Linked DNA regions of Pan troglodytes: region 2 is linked to region 1. The links are chromatin contacts, called in public Hi-C maps. All regions are on one chromosome and are shown on one strand. Each heading gives the region's core, a stretch centred on a gene start, on an enhancer-like site or on the middle of the called end of the contact. The rest is flanking DNA. Distances are from core to core; before and after follow the strand shown. Region 1 has its middle 140 kb from the start of MYEOV. Region 2 holds the start of CCND1 (cyclin D1).

Evidence for each region. Hi-C and Micro-C count contacts between places; a contact is called where the count stands out from the background.
Region 2: a contact with region 1 is called in a Hi-C map of stem cell-derived neural progenitor cells, with 5 times the contacts expected there. The contact joins the promoter of CCND1 here to the enhancer-like site in region 1. A contact is called at or near these places in 3 of 7 Hi-C or Micro-C datasets (induced pluripotent stem cells and stem cell-derived neural progenitor cells) and 1 of 1 datasets of contacts at active chromatin or transcription factors (stem cell-derived excitatory neurons).

Annotation. Positions count from the first base shown.
Region 1 is chr9:71,490,501-71,496,424 of NHGRI_mPanTro3-v2.0_pri, reverse strand. No RefSeq gene overlaps it. Among named protein-coding and RNA genes, the nearest start is that of MYEOV, 140 kb to the right of the region's middle. Within about 2 kb of position 3,369, at least 4 of the 24 cell types and tissues checked have an H3K27ac peak or open chromatin away from gene starts, as enhancers often do. A contact at or near this core is called in induced pluripotent stem cells and stem cell-derived neural progenitor cells, where this site is marked.
Region 2 is chr9:71,693,600-71,699,345 of NHGRI_mPanTro3-v2.0_pri, reverse strand. CCND1 (cyclin D1) reads right to left here and starts at 1,659. Exons shown (of 5, transcript XM_016921434.3): 1 at 1,269-1,659. The coding sequence starts at 1,466.

The DNA of each region.
Region 1 (5,924 bases), core at 2,120-4,619:
ATGCCCAGCCCATGCTGCCATATTTGTCCTGGATTGACTATGTGGGCTCCTGTGGGAAAAAGAAATCAACAGCCAGGCTTCTGCTACTGTATTTTGCAGTCTTTGCTATAATAGCCTAACCGGAATCCTGATCAGTACATCATTCTTACGCACCTGGCTTCCTGCTCTTATTATGCTTGCAAGAAGTTGGATGAACCATCCAGATAAGCCCTTGGGAGGAGCTGAGTCTTCAGATGGAAGCATGAGGTGGTGAAGCACCCCTGACAGATCATTCCTTTAACATGCGTTTATTGAGATATTCTTGCCATGAATCCAACAGAGTCCAGGAGAGGAACATGAGGTCACAGCTGATGGGAGGAGGGGACGCTGGGATAGAGCTTGCCAGAGTGTCGGGGGCTGCCATACAAATCACCATACCCTGGGTGGTTTCCTACAGAAAGAGGCAGAAACGTACTCTTGCACAGTTCTGGAGGCTAGGAGTGGAGATCCAGGTGTCAGCGGGGTTGGTGCCTCTGAGGGCTGTAAGGCAAAGAACCCATCCCTGGTTCCTCTCCTGGCTCTTCTGGTGGCTTCAGCCGCCCTTGGCATTCCCTGGTTTGTGGCCTCATCGCTTCACCCTCTGCCTCCATCATCATGTGGCCTTGCTCTTCATGGGCCTCTCTGAGGAAAGCAAGAGGTGGGAGCAGTGGGCCTGGGCTGGGGTCAACAGCCAAGGTGTGGCCAAGGTCCACCCAAGGTCATTGGCTCCTTGCTCGGCCTTAAAGCCAGCTTGACGCAGCAGATCCTCTCCCCGGTCTCTCTTTGTCCTTTCTTCTTCTTATAAGGACACTTGTTATTGGATTTAGGGCCCACCCTAGTCCAGGATGATCTCATCTCAAGATCTTTTGCCTTCCCTGCATGCGCAAGGATTCCTTTTGCAAATAAGGTCACACTCACGGGTTTCCCTGGCCGTACTGTTTGGTGTTGCGGGGCGAATGGGTGCAGCATTCAGCCACTCCAGGGCTCTAAGTAGGAGGGACAGGCAGAAGCCACCACCAGGACAACTGGAAGACTTCCTGGAGGAGGGGGTGCTAATTTGGGTCTTAAGGGGAGTCATTGCTGGGAGAAAGGGGAGTCCACGTGGGAAGCTCAGATGCAGGGAGGTGCAGGACCTTGGCAGGGTGTGGGGCCTCCAGGGGAAAGATGACAAGTGTGCTGGAGGCCTTGGGGGTGGAGGGCTGAGTGCCTCAGGATGAGGCTGGGAGGGCCAGGTGTGGGAGGTCTCAGGGCTTTGTTCTGCAGACAGCAGGAGCCAGCAGGGGCTCTAGGGCTGGGAGTGAGAGAGTTCCCTGCAGGACAAAGGTGGGCTAATGGATTCCCACTAGGTTCAGGGATGCAGAGGTCGTCCTGGGATGGGGTGTAAATATGTGCCTTGCAAGGGGTGGAGGGGGAGATGGAGCCTTGGGGTGGTCCCTGGGAGGACCCTGGGGGCTTGTGGGGACGTCTGTACAGAGTGCAGCAGGAAATCAGGCTGGTCTGTCTTGCTGTGTTTCCAAAGAAAAGAGGCAAACCCAAGGGGTAAGGGGCTTCCTTAGACGCAGGGCCCAGTGCACCCGGGCGCTGGCGGTGGGTCTGGGGGCTGACTGCGTCTGTACCCTCTCCTTTGTCTGCAGGCCTGGGTTTGCACTTGGCGGCTGCCAGGACCTCCCGGGAGCGCCCACACACCCCACAGCCCGCCTGTCCTGGGAATACCTCTCCAGGCCCTGAATACCTGTCCCCCACTCCCTGCCTAGGACAACGGGGGCTGTCAGGGCCATGGGCAGGCCCACCCCACCAACCAGACCCTACGTGGGCCCCGCCTTGGTCCCGGAGCCAATGTCTGGCTGATCAGGGAACAAGAGGAGCCTTCAGCACCTCAATTCTGGGACGGTTGAGGTTTTCACACCGGGCCACACCTGAGCCACTAGGAGCCGGGAGGCTCTGATCGTCTCTCCGCCTGTCTCTCTCTGGCATCGCCAGGGCTGACTTCATTCCACGTCCACGCGGAAACAGCAGGGCTATCTCAGTGCAATCCTGGTTTTGTATTCAGAGCCTCCTCTGAGTGAGTGCCAGGGTGCACCGTGGAAGGAGCCTGGCTTTGCCCACTGCAATCCCGTGCCCTCACCCTAGTCTTTTAACCTCTCACGACTCAGGTTCCTCATCTGTGAAATGGAGCTGTCTTCTTTGTGGGGTTAGTGGAAGCAATAAGCAAGAAGTGTGTCCACACAGGCCCAGCCTTTTTGGGGCCTCACTGTGACCAGACACTGCGCTTTGGACTAGGGGATGGGATGCGACTTAGGGGAGCTGCGGCCACCTGTCTCTGGAGGCTGAAGTCTCCCTGCGGACCACCCTTCCTCAGGACCACCCTTCCTCGCTTGCACGTCTCCCCTGCAGTCAGGACTCACCCGCCCCCACGCCAGGCTCTCCCTAGTGGATCAGGCTGTACAACCTGGTTTGTATGAGGAAAGGCAGCCGCTGGGGCCCCAGTGCAGCAAGAGAGGGGAGGAGGAGGTGTTCAGAGGGAAGACCCCTCCCCACCCCCGTTGGCCCCTTGTCTTCAAAGGAAGGGCGTGACCTTTCTGCCCCCCAGACCCACCCTGAGGGTCACTGTGGCGGTGAAGCCTGGTGCCGGCACTTGTGCCCGCCCTCTGACTTGCAGTGTCCCGAGACGTATTCAGGGGAGCCAGGTATTCAATCAGCAAGGCTCCCAACAAGATGGGGTGGGTGGGAGAAGCACCCACAATTCTCTAGAAGGCTTTCAGGGCATTCTTCACTAAAGAGACACATTGGAGTCTGGAACCCCTCCCCTAGCAGGGGGACACCTCCAAGCTGTGCTCAAAACTGGAACAGGATAATTTGGGTTGGAGTGTTCTCTGTCTCTGCCTCTCTGTCTCTCTCTCTCCCTTTCTCTCTGTCTCTCTGTCTCTGTCTCTCTCTCGCTCTCTGTCTCTCTCTCCCTTTCTCTCTGTCTCTCTCTCTCTCCCTCTCTCCCTGTCTCTCTCTCTCTCTCTCTCTCTCAGTCCCTCTCTCTCACTCTCTCTTGCTCTCTCTTTCCTCCTGTCTCTCTAAAAGTCTCCTTTCCTCTAAGGGCAAAGCAGCAGCTGTCAGGCCCTTAGAGCAGGACCCCTGGTTGGTGCAGGCCCAGGGCCAGCCCCTGGTCCTGGCCTTTCTTCCCCTGGGGGATGAATAGTGAATGCAGCCGCCCTGGGAGTTGGGCGACCTGGGGGGCTTGGAGGGAAGGGCAGGAGGGCCCAGGGCTGACACAGCACGCCTGGCTGGGGTGGGGGCAGTGGTGTGGGTGGCTGACCACATTCCTGGGATGCCGGGCTGCAGGGCTGGGCGGCTGTGTCTACACCTGTCTGCCCCTGTCGGCTGTGAGCAATGCAGCCAGGGATGGGGCAGCTAGAGCCATGCTGTGGTCTGGCCAGTGGGCCAGGCACGTGAGCTAGTTCATGCCCTGCTGCACCAACACCGTTCACCTGGCGAGGTCAGTGGCCTCATTGAGGGGAAGAAGGGCTCTGTCCCTAGAGTCTAGCAAGCCTGGGCCATGGTCTGTGGGGCTTGTCAGGGTGACTTCACCTCTGTGAGCCTCAGTTTCCCTCCCTGGAAAGTGGAGCATAACATGGGTGGGGTCCCCGGTGCTGGCCTGCAGAGCCCTGGGAGACGTGTGGAGTACAAGCCCCATATGCTAGGCCAAAAGATCCGCAGACCAGGCAGATTAACTGATAGAAATGAAAGTCCAAGATCAAGGTGTCAGCAGGGCAGGCTCCTTCTGAGGCTGCGGGGAAGGAACTGGCCCAGGTTTCTCTCCTTGGCTTGCAGGTGGCCCATGCCTCTCCACATCAGCTTCCCTCCCACGCAGCCTCTGTGCCTGAACTTCCTCTTTTAGTAGGACTGCGGTCATATTGGATTAGGGCCCACCCTAATGGCCTCCTCAGAACTTGGTGACCACTGTAAAGGCCCTATCTCCAAATCAGGAAATGTTCCGGGGTCCTGGGGGTTAAGACTTCAACATAAACATCTTGTTGGAGGGGGGTTGCAATTCAGTCCACACCCGCTTCCCTCGTCTCACTTCGTCCAGCACTCAGCACCCTCTGGCCCTGCCCTTAGCTGTGGGTCTGGATTTCCCATCTCTTCCACAGTGAGCCCTGTTAGGGCGGCGTCTTTATCCCATTTGCTGTTACACCTGCAATTCCTAGGGTGCTGGCTTGTACTCATCATTTAGCGGACCGTTGCTGAATGGCTAACAAATCCAGGATACAATTTGTAGGTGCACCAAGCCAGGCGAGGTATCTGTGTCACCTGCCCGTCAGTGGCCCCAGGCTGGGAAGACCCCTTGGGTCATGCTTGGACACTCTGCCCCATGGGCAGCCAGAACTCCGGGCCGAGTGGTCAGCGGCCGCCACACCTTGCCGGAGCAGAAGCACCCCTGCCATCCCACAGGCGAGACGGACCTAGCTCGGTTTCCCAACACTCTGTTGAGATGGGGCTGCCCAGAAGCCCACACAAGCCCACACCTGGGAGAATCCCAGCCCCGCGTTCTGGTTCAAGTCGCTGCTGGTTTGGGTTCAGAGCCCAAACATGAGCTCCTGCTCTTCTCGGTGTGGTCTGAGGCTGTGGATATCCTGAGAACATCTGTCTCAACAGAACAGCTTCCTCCATGTTGCCTATATCCCAAATTCACTCCCAAGTGGCTTTTGTCTGGCAGATTCCGGTGGATTATGCAAAGAGGGACTGCCAGAGAATCTGAGCTGTTGGAAGACTTCTGAAACGTCACTGCGGTGGCGGTGGCGGAGGCACTGCCCCGGGGGGACAAAAGTCTTGTCTCTTCCTCCAAATGTGGAGGATCAGATTAGAGTTGACTTGTGTGTTTCCAAACCCGTTGTCGTCCCAGCATTCAACTAATTTGAAGATCCCAAAAGCCTCAGAAGAGGGTGGCAGAAGAAGAAAGGGACAAACACAAAAGGGGAAGGACAAGAGGGCAGACCGTTAAAAAAAAAAAAAACCCAACAAGAATGCAGTTTGCTCCTGGGTGGACCCTCCCACCCCGTGCCTGCCCCGAGCTGGCCCCTGACCTGTGCCGGCAGCTCAAATTCCTAACATCTGGCCCAGGGTAAGGATATGGGCAACTCATTAAGGAAGCGTGTCCTCGCTAGGTGCCGAGCACTCACTCCAAGGGACTTTGCTCCTGGATGCCCAGGCTCAGAGAGGGCTGTGAGCCTCCCATGGTCACACAGCAGCAGTCCAAGTGCCTGGGGTAGTCCGATGCCCACATCCCCCTTGAGGTCCCAGGCGAGGGCATGGCCACAGGATGCAGACCCCTGCCTGGGTAGGTCTCTGGTCTTCTATGGCACCTACTTGTAAGCCTCCCCAGCAAGTTCAATGTGGGGCTCCCAGCACCGGTCCTTGGGATTTGGGGGTTCCTTGGTTTCTTCTCTTTTCTCTCTACCCTTCTTCTCCCTGGGTGACCTCATCCGTTCCCCTGGATGAGGTGTGGTCCCCTCCTCAGTTCAATGCTGGGAGCCCTGCACTGAACCTGGAGGGAACCAGCAGGCTCTAGGTCCCGACTTTTGGAGTAGGGCCTGCCCCTTCCTTCCTGCCCCTTTCTCTAGGGAGTGCTGTGAAGGGTGCATTTGGGCCCTGGGGGCCCATGAGTTTGGGCCTCCAGGATAGCTGAGAGCACGTGGGCCTGGCCTGCCCACTCTTCCTGAAGCCCCCCAGCTTCGCCCCACTCCTGGGCCCTGACCAGCCTCCTGCCTTTGCCTTTGTCTGGCCTTGGGTTTCCCAGGCAGCGGCAGCTTTGCTCTTTTTCTCGCAGGTCTCAGGTGTCACCTCTTGAAAATTCAAAGGAGGATCCTTCGAATTCATGAACCAGCAACCTCCCAGGAGGTGGGTCTTCCCACCCT
Region 2 (5,746 bases), core at 410-2,909, 200 kb before region 1:
GGCGTGCGCGGCGGCGCGGGCTGCCGGCCCCCGGGACCCTGGCCCGCCCTGGAGCTCCGTGGTCCCTCTGACTGGGGGTCGACACCCACTGGGGTGCGGGGCCGCGGAACGGGCCGCGGGGTTGGGCGCCGCGCCTGCGAGACACAAAGGTGGCGTCCCAGGCCGCCGCGCCGCATTTCCCCAGACGTCATCTTTTCAAAAAATATTTAAAAATATTAAAAAAATAACTAAGTGCATAAAAAAACCCTGAAAATGACCCTCGGGCGACCCTTTACCCAGGCCGGGGGTTGGGAGTTCGTTACAGGCTCCAGGGGGAGCCCCAGGAATTCAAACTCCGGGGCCCCCCCTTCCCCCTGGGCGCGGGCGGCGTTTCCCTCTCGCAAGGGCACCACGCCGCACTTTCAAAAATTATTTAAAAATACTTGCGGGCCCCTCAGGCGCCCACCGAAGGTCTGAAAATGTGCTCCCAGGCCCCCGGCTCGCTCGGAGAAGGTCCTCCAAGCCGATATCCCTGCAGACGGGGATCAAGCCCTGGCGTCTTGGGGGCCACGCGACCTTGCAGCTCGCCGTGCTCTCCGGCCCAGGCTGCCCGTTCGGGGCGCCCCGGGACTCGCTGCTTGAACAAAGGCCCCCCCTTCCCTAGCGGGGTCCCCCCAAAACTACCCATGCCGCGTCCCTGCGCCCCTCCCGCGGGCTCCCGGCAGCCGCGCGGCCCCTAGCTGCGGCCCCAGCGCCCGGCGGCCGCTCCCCGCCCCCACCCTGCCCCCAATTATTAATAAACACTTTTGCTTTGCAATAAAAGAGCAAAGATGGCGCATAATACTGGCACGAGCGGCCTTTGCATACGTGTCCATGGATATTAATTTAAAAATCAAATCTATGCCCCCTCCCCCCGGAGTTGGCGGCTCCCGGCCGCTGAGGCGCAGCCGGGCTGGGGCGCAGGCGGGGGACACAAAGCGCACCCAGCCTGCCAGCCCGCACCCTCGGGCCCATTGGGGTGCCCCTGGCACTGGCTTCTCCCGAAGGCACCCCTCCCCGACCCCCTTCTCCCCTCCCACGAAACGCAACTTCTAGCACCCCCACCCCCACCCCTTCCTCCTTCAGAAAATACCCACAATTTTTATTTTGAAAATACGGATCCCTAGCAACACCACGGCAAACTTCAAAGTTCTAGCGGGAGAGAAGGGAGGGGGGTGAGTAGCAAAGAAACGTGGGTCTGGGCAACAAGTTGCAGGGAAGTCTTAAGAGAGCCGCCCGAAGCCCCGCACCTCCAGCATCCAGGTGGCGACGATCTTCCGCATGGACGGCAGGACCTCCTTCTGCACACATTTGAAGTAGGACACCGAGGGCGCGCAGGTCTCCTCCGCCTTCAGCATGGCCCGCAGCACCCGGTCGTTGAGGAGGTTGGCATCGGGGTACGCGCGGCGGATGGTTTCCACTTCGCAGCACAGGAGCTGGTGTTCCATGGCTGGGGCTCTTCCTGGGCAGCTGGGGAGGGCTGTGGGTCCTGGCTGGGTCCGCGCTCGGCTCTCGCTTCTGCTGCCCCGCGCTCCCTTGCGCTCTTCTGCCCCTCGCCGGAGCGTGCGGACTCTGCTGCTCGCTGCTACTGCGCCGACAGCCCTCTGGAGGCTCCAGGACTTTGCAACTTCAACAAAACTCCCCTGTAGTCCGTGTGACGTTACTGTTGTTAAGCAGAGATCAAAGCCGGGCAGAGAATGGGAGCGGGAGGGGGGCGGGGGCGGGCGCAGGGGGAGGGGGCGCGGGCGCCAAACGCCGGGAGCAGCGAGGGGCAGAGCCCAAAAGCCATCCCTGAGGCGCCGCGCCTGCCCTGCGGCGGAGTTGCCCCTGTAGTCCGGTTTTCATAGAAATGCAAATCGCCCCGCTGCAGCCTTTCTCCCCGCCAGGGAAGAGGGGTGCAGGGGGCCCCGTCCGCCTCGAGTGGGTCCCCCGGGATTTAGGGGGTGAGGTGGAGGTGGCTCTGCAGTAGGGGACAACTAGGAAGGCCGGCAGGCCACACGCAGCCTGGGGAGACCACGAGAAGGGGTGACTGGGGCGCGGCGACACCCCATATCCAAGCCGGCAGAATGGGCGCATTTCCAAGAACGCCACGAGGGCACCCACGGGCGGACAGACGGCCAAAGAATCTCAGCGACTGCATCTTCTTTCATTTTCATTAACACGTGTAAATTGCAAGAACTAATTTAGCATGCAGGGACGGGGAGGACCGGGCACACAACCCCTGTGCAAGTTTCATTCCGGCGCACAGGGGCGTCGTTGCAAATGCCCAAGGGGGTAACCCTAAAAGTTAAAGGGATTTCAGCTTAGCGTGCGCTCGCTCAAAAAATAAAATAAATGCCCAAAAATTCCAGCAGCAGCCCAAGATGGTGGCCAGCATTTCCTTCATCTTGTCCTTCTAGCCTGGAGACTCTTCGGGCTGCCTTCCTACCTTGACCAGTCGGTCCTTGCGGGGGTCCCCAACTGCACCCCCTCCCTTCCCGTGCCGGCAATTTAACCGGTAGAAACACACCTCTGAATGGAAAGCTGAGAAACAGTGATCTCCATTCTGACTCATTTTTTTTTAATTAAAAAAGAAATTAAATTGCTGGAAATATTAGTCCCCTCTGCCTGGGACAAGACCACCGGAAGGTTCCTAATTGGTTTTGTTGGGGGTGTAGACGTCCCTTCACCTTTAGAATTTGCCCTGGGACTGAATTCGTGAGTGTGAGGGGGCTGGCAGGAGCCGGCATAATTCAGAACAATTATCAATTAAACGAGTGTACTGATCTGATTTTTAGCAAAATCGATAGGTGTTCGTGGTTACATGAGAGGGTCCCCAATATTATCGCAAACTTAAGCAGATGTAAATTAAAATACACAGTTTTTAAAATTACAGGTTCTGTCTCTTTGGTGCGTTAAAAAATAAAAGGACATTTTACTGTCTTAACTTTTGTTTTTATTTTTACAGTACCTGCCCCAAATTAAGAGAACTGTTCATTTACTTCCTTTTGAATATAGTTCAGTGTCATCAAACCACCGTACCCTCTTAACAGTAAAAGCTCAAAGAAAACGGATAGAAAAAGCCCTCTCCCCTTCGCCAGGGTGCTCACAGCAAGATGCGAACCCCCCCCCCCCCCCCACCACCTTTCAGGGTGAATTCCTCCCGCGCCCCCTCCCCCGCCGGGAATTAGGATTACTAATATTCCGGGTCCTGGGGGGTAATTACCCCCGGATTCCGCATGGGGAGCGATGGGTTGCCCCAGCAGGGAGCACCTACGGTCGTGCCCCCCCCACTCCCCGAGCACCCACAATCGCGTTGGCCCCCGCATAGCCAAGCCTCAGAGCATCAGCCCGCGCACCAGGGCGGCCCAGCTGCTTTTTCATTCATAAAATCCCGACCCGGCGGCCGCCTGGATGATTTATGGGGCCCGGAGCTATCACCCGGCCTCTCCCATCCGGGGGGGCGAGGGGCCCCGAGCCCCGCGTGCGCCCTGGCCCAGCCCGAGGCGCGAAGCGGGCCGAAGTCGGCTAGGGGCAGCAGGGCATAAAGAGGCTCGCCCACTCCGGCAAAACCGGCTCTGGGTCCAGGAGGGAGCTTCACCCCCCCATCCCGGGCGCAAGACCGAGGAAACTGGAATTAGCATGAGCCAATGGGGGCGCGGCGCTGTTACTAGGCGGACCCGGCAGATCTCGACTAGGAACTTCGTTGATTTCCCGGCTCAGGGACGAGCGCAAAATTGCAAGCCCGGTTAGCGAGCGTAAAGAGCCGTCCAGGAACCCGCGGGGGAGGCGCTGGAATTTGGGCCCCGGCGGGGAGCGCCAGCTGCCCAGCCCCCACCTGGGGGAACCCTGCTTGGCGGCCCCCGGGTCCCCCGAGGGGGCCAATACCTCTGGGCTTTTGAGGGTCATTGCTTCAAGAAGCGCAGAGAAAGCATTTTGATTTTATTTTTTCCAAAGAGAAAAGCAACTTTAAAAAACTTTTCTGTTGCAGTTTTACTTTACACTGTCTTCTTAAAACCCACCACGAAGCAGGAACTGCGGATTCTGGGCTCATTTAAAGTGCTCTGTTCTTATTTCTTGGTGACCACTTGGAGACAAAGGGCAAGTGGCCCAGTCGGGAGGGTAACCACGTTGTTTGAAAGAAAATCCAAAATTAACTGAAATCACCTTCACGCTTTCCTCGCCCCCTGGCCCCCGCCCTGGTGACCGCGGCCTGGGCGGATGGTCGGTCAGGAGAAAGCGAATTCCGCTGCAGGCGCGTGTTCGCCACCGTCCCTGGCTGTGGGAACCTTCATTCAGGCGGGGGAAGGGAGCGCGTTCATTCAGGAACCGGCGCGCCGCGACGCAGACCCCGGGACTCAGCGCGGCTGCGCGCCGCGGGGCTCGGGGCTTGGGTTGGGGGCGGGTGGTGCAGGGACCAGTCCCGACCTTTCGCCGGCGACCTCCCGCACCCGCTTTTCCACCAGGGCGGCTGGCGGGCGGGCGCACCCAGGTGGGGTCACCTGCAGCCGCATACCTGGCGGCGACTTGAAAGGACTTGGCTCAGGCTCCGCGAGTTTTCCATTGTTAAGCCCTTAAGTCGCCCGGGAAAACGCTTCCGAAAGCCGGCCCCTGGGTTCCGAAGGCGCTCGAGCTCCCCTTCCCCCCACACTGCTTGCTTTTGGGGTGCGCGTGGCGGCCCACGTGCTATGGCAGCTCTGCTTCGCTTACGTAGCGCCGATCCCGGGCGCCCCAAAACTGCGAGGTGGGCCGGGGCGAGCTCCAGCCCCAGTGCCCACCCGAGACAGCCACACGCTCGGCACATGGACAGCCGCATCCCCGCCCCATCGCCCCAACCGCAGACGTGCGTTTCCGCTCCAGATCAATTAGTTTCAGCCACACACAGACCACCCTGCCACCGCCCCTCCCGTGCCCCAGTCGTCTGTCCGGCGGGCTGCGGGGAAACGAGACCCCTCCCCTAGCTCCGAAGGCTGCTGGCAAGGTGTGCGCTGGAGTTAATACGCAAACCCAACAGGTAGGGGGGCGGCCCTGGCTCCAACGACGCATCTGGGATCCCGAGGCTGAAGGCGCAACTCTTGAGGGTTAAAGGCGATTCTAATTCCTCGACTCCCGCCCCTCAAAACGCATCGCCTGGTACCCTGAGCAATATGAACCCCCAAATCCACCAGGGATTCCCTGGCCTTCCGGCTGGCCCCAGCCCCTCTCAGACCAAGCGGTGGGGAGTAGGCGCCCAGATCGAGAAGAAAACCACTTCCGACCACAGGAGAGAAAGCTGGCTGGGGGTGACCTCGGAGGTCACGTTCGGCCCTCTCCCCCGCAGTCAGGCCTGGCCGCGGCCCACCCGAGGCTGAGCAGACCCCCGCGTCGGACGGAGACGCAGGGCTTCGCTGCGGGACTCGCGGGGCCTAGGAAACCTGCGGCGGCGGCTCGCGGGAGCCGGTTTTCCGGCGGAGGATCCGCGCTGAGGCCCTCGTGGGCTCCCACGGCATGCCCCACTCCGGAACTTGCCGCGCCCTCCCCCGCCCTTTCCGGAAGACTGCGGGGAGGACCCCGCATCCCCGCGCCTCTCCAGCTCGCTCCTCAATGCCCTTGGAACGCTTGAAAGCGCTTCCATCCCTCGCTTTGGCACTTGGGGGTGGGTGGAGGGACAGCGGGGTCGTTATTACGGGGCGCCTTAGAGTTCTGGTTATCCGGACACTCAACAAGCAGGGGAGGGGAGGGAAAGGGAGTTTTTTTTCCAGGTGCGGGT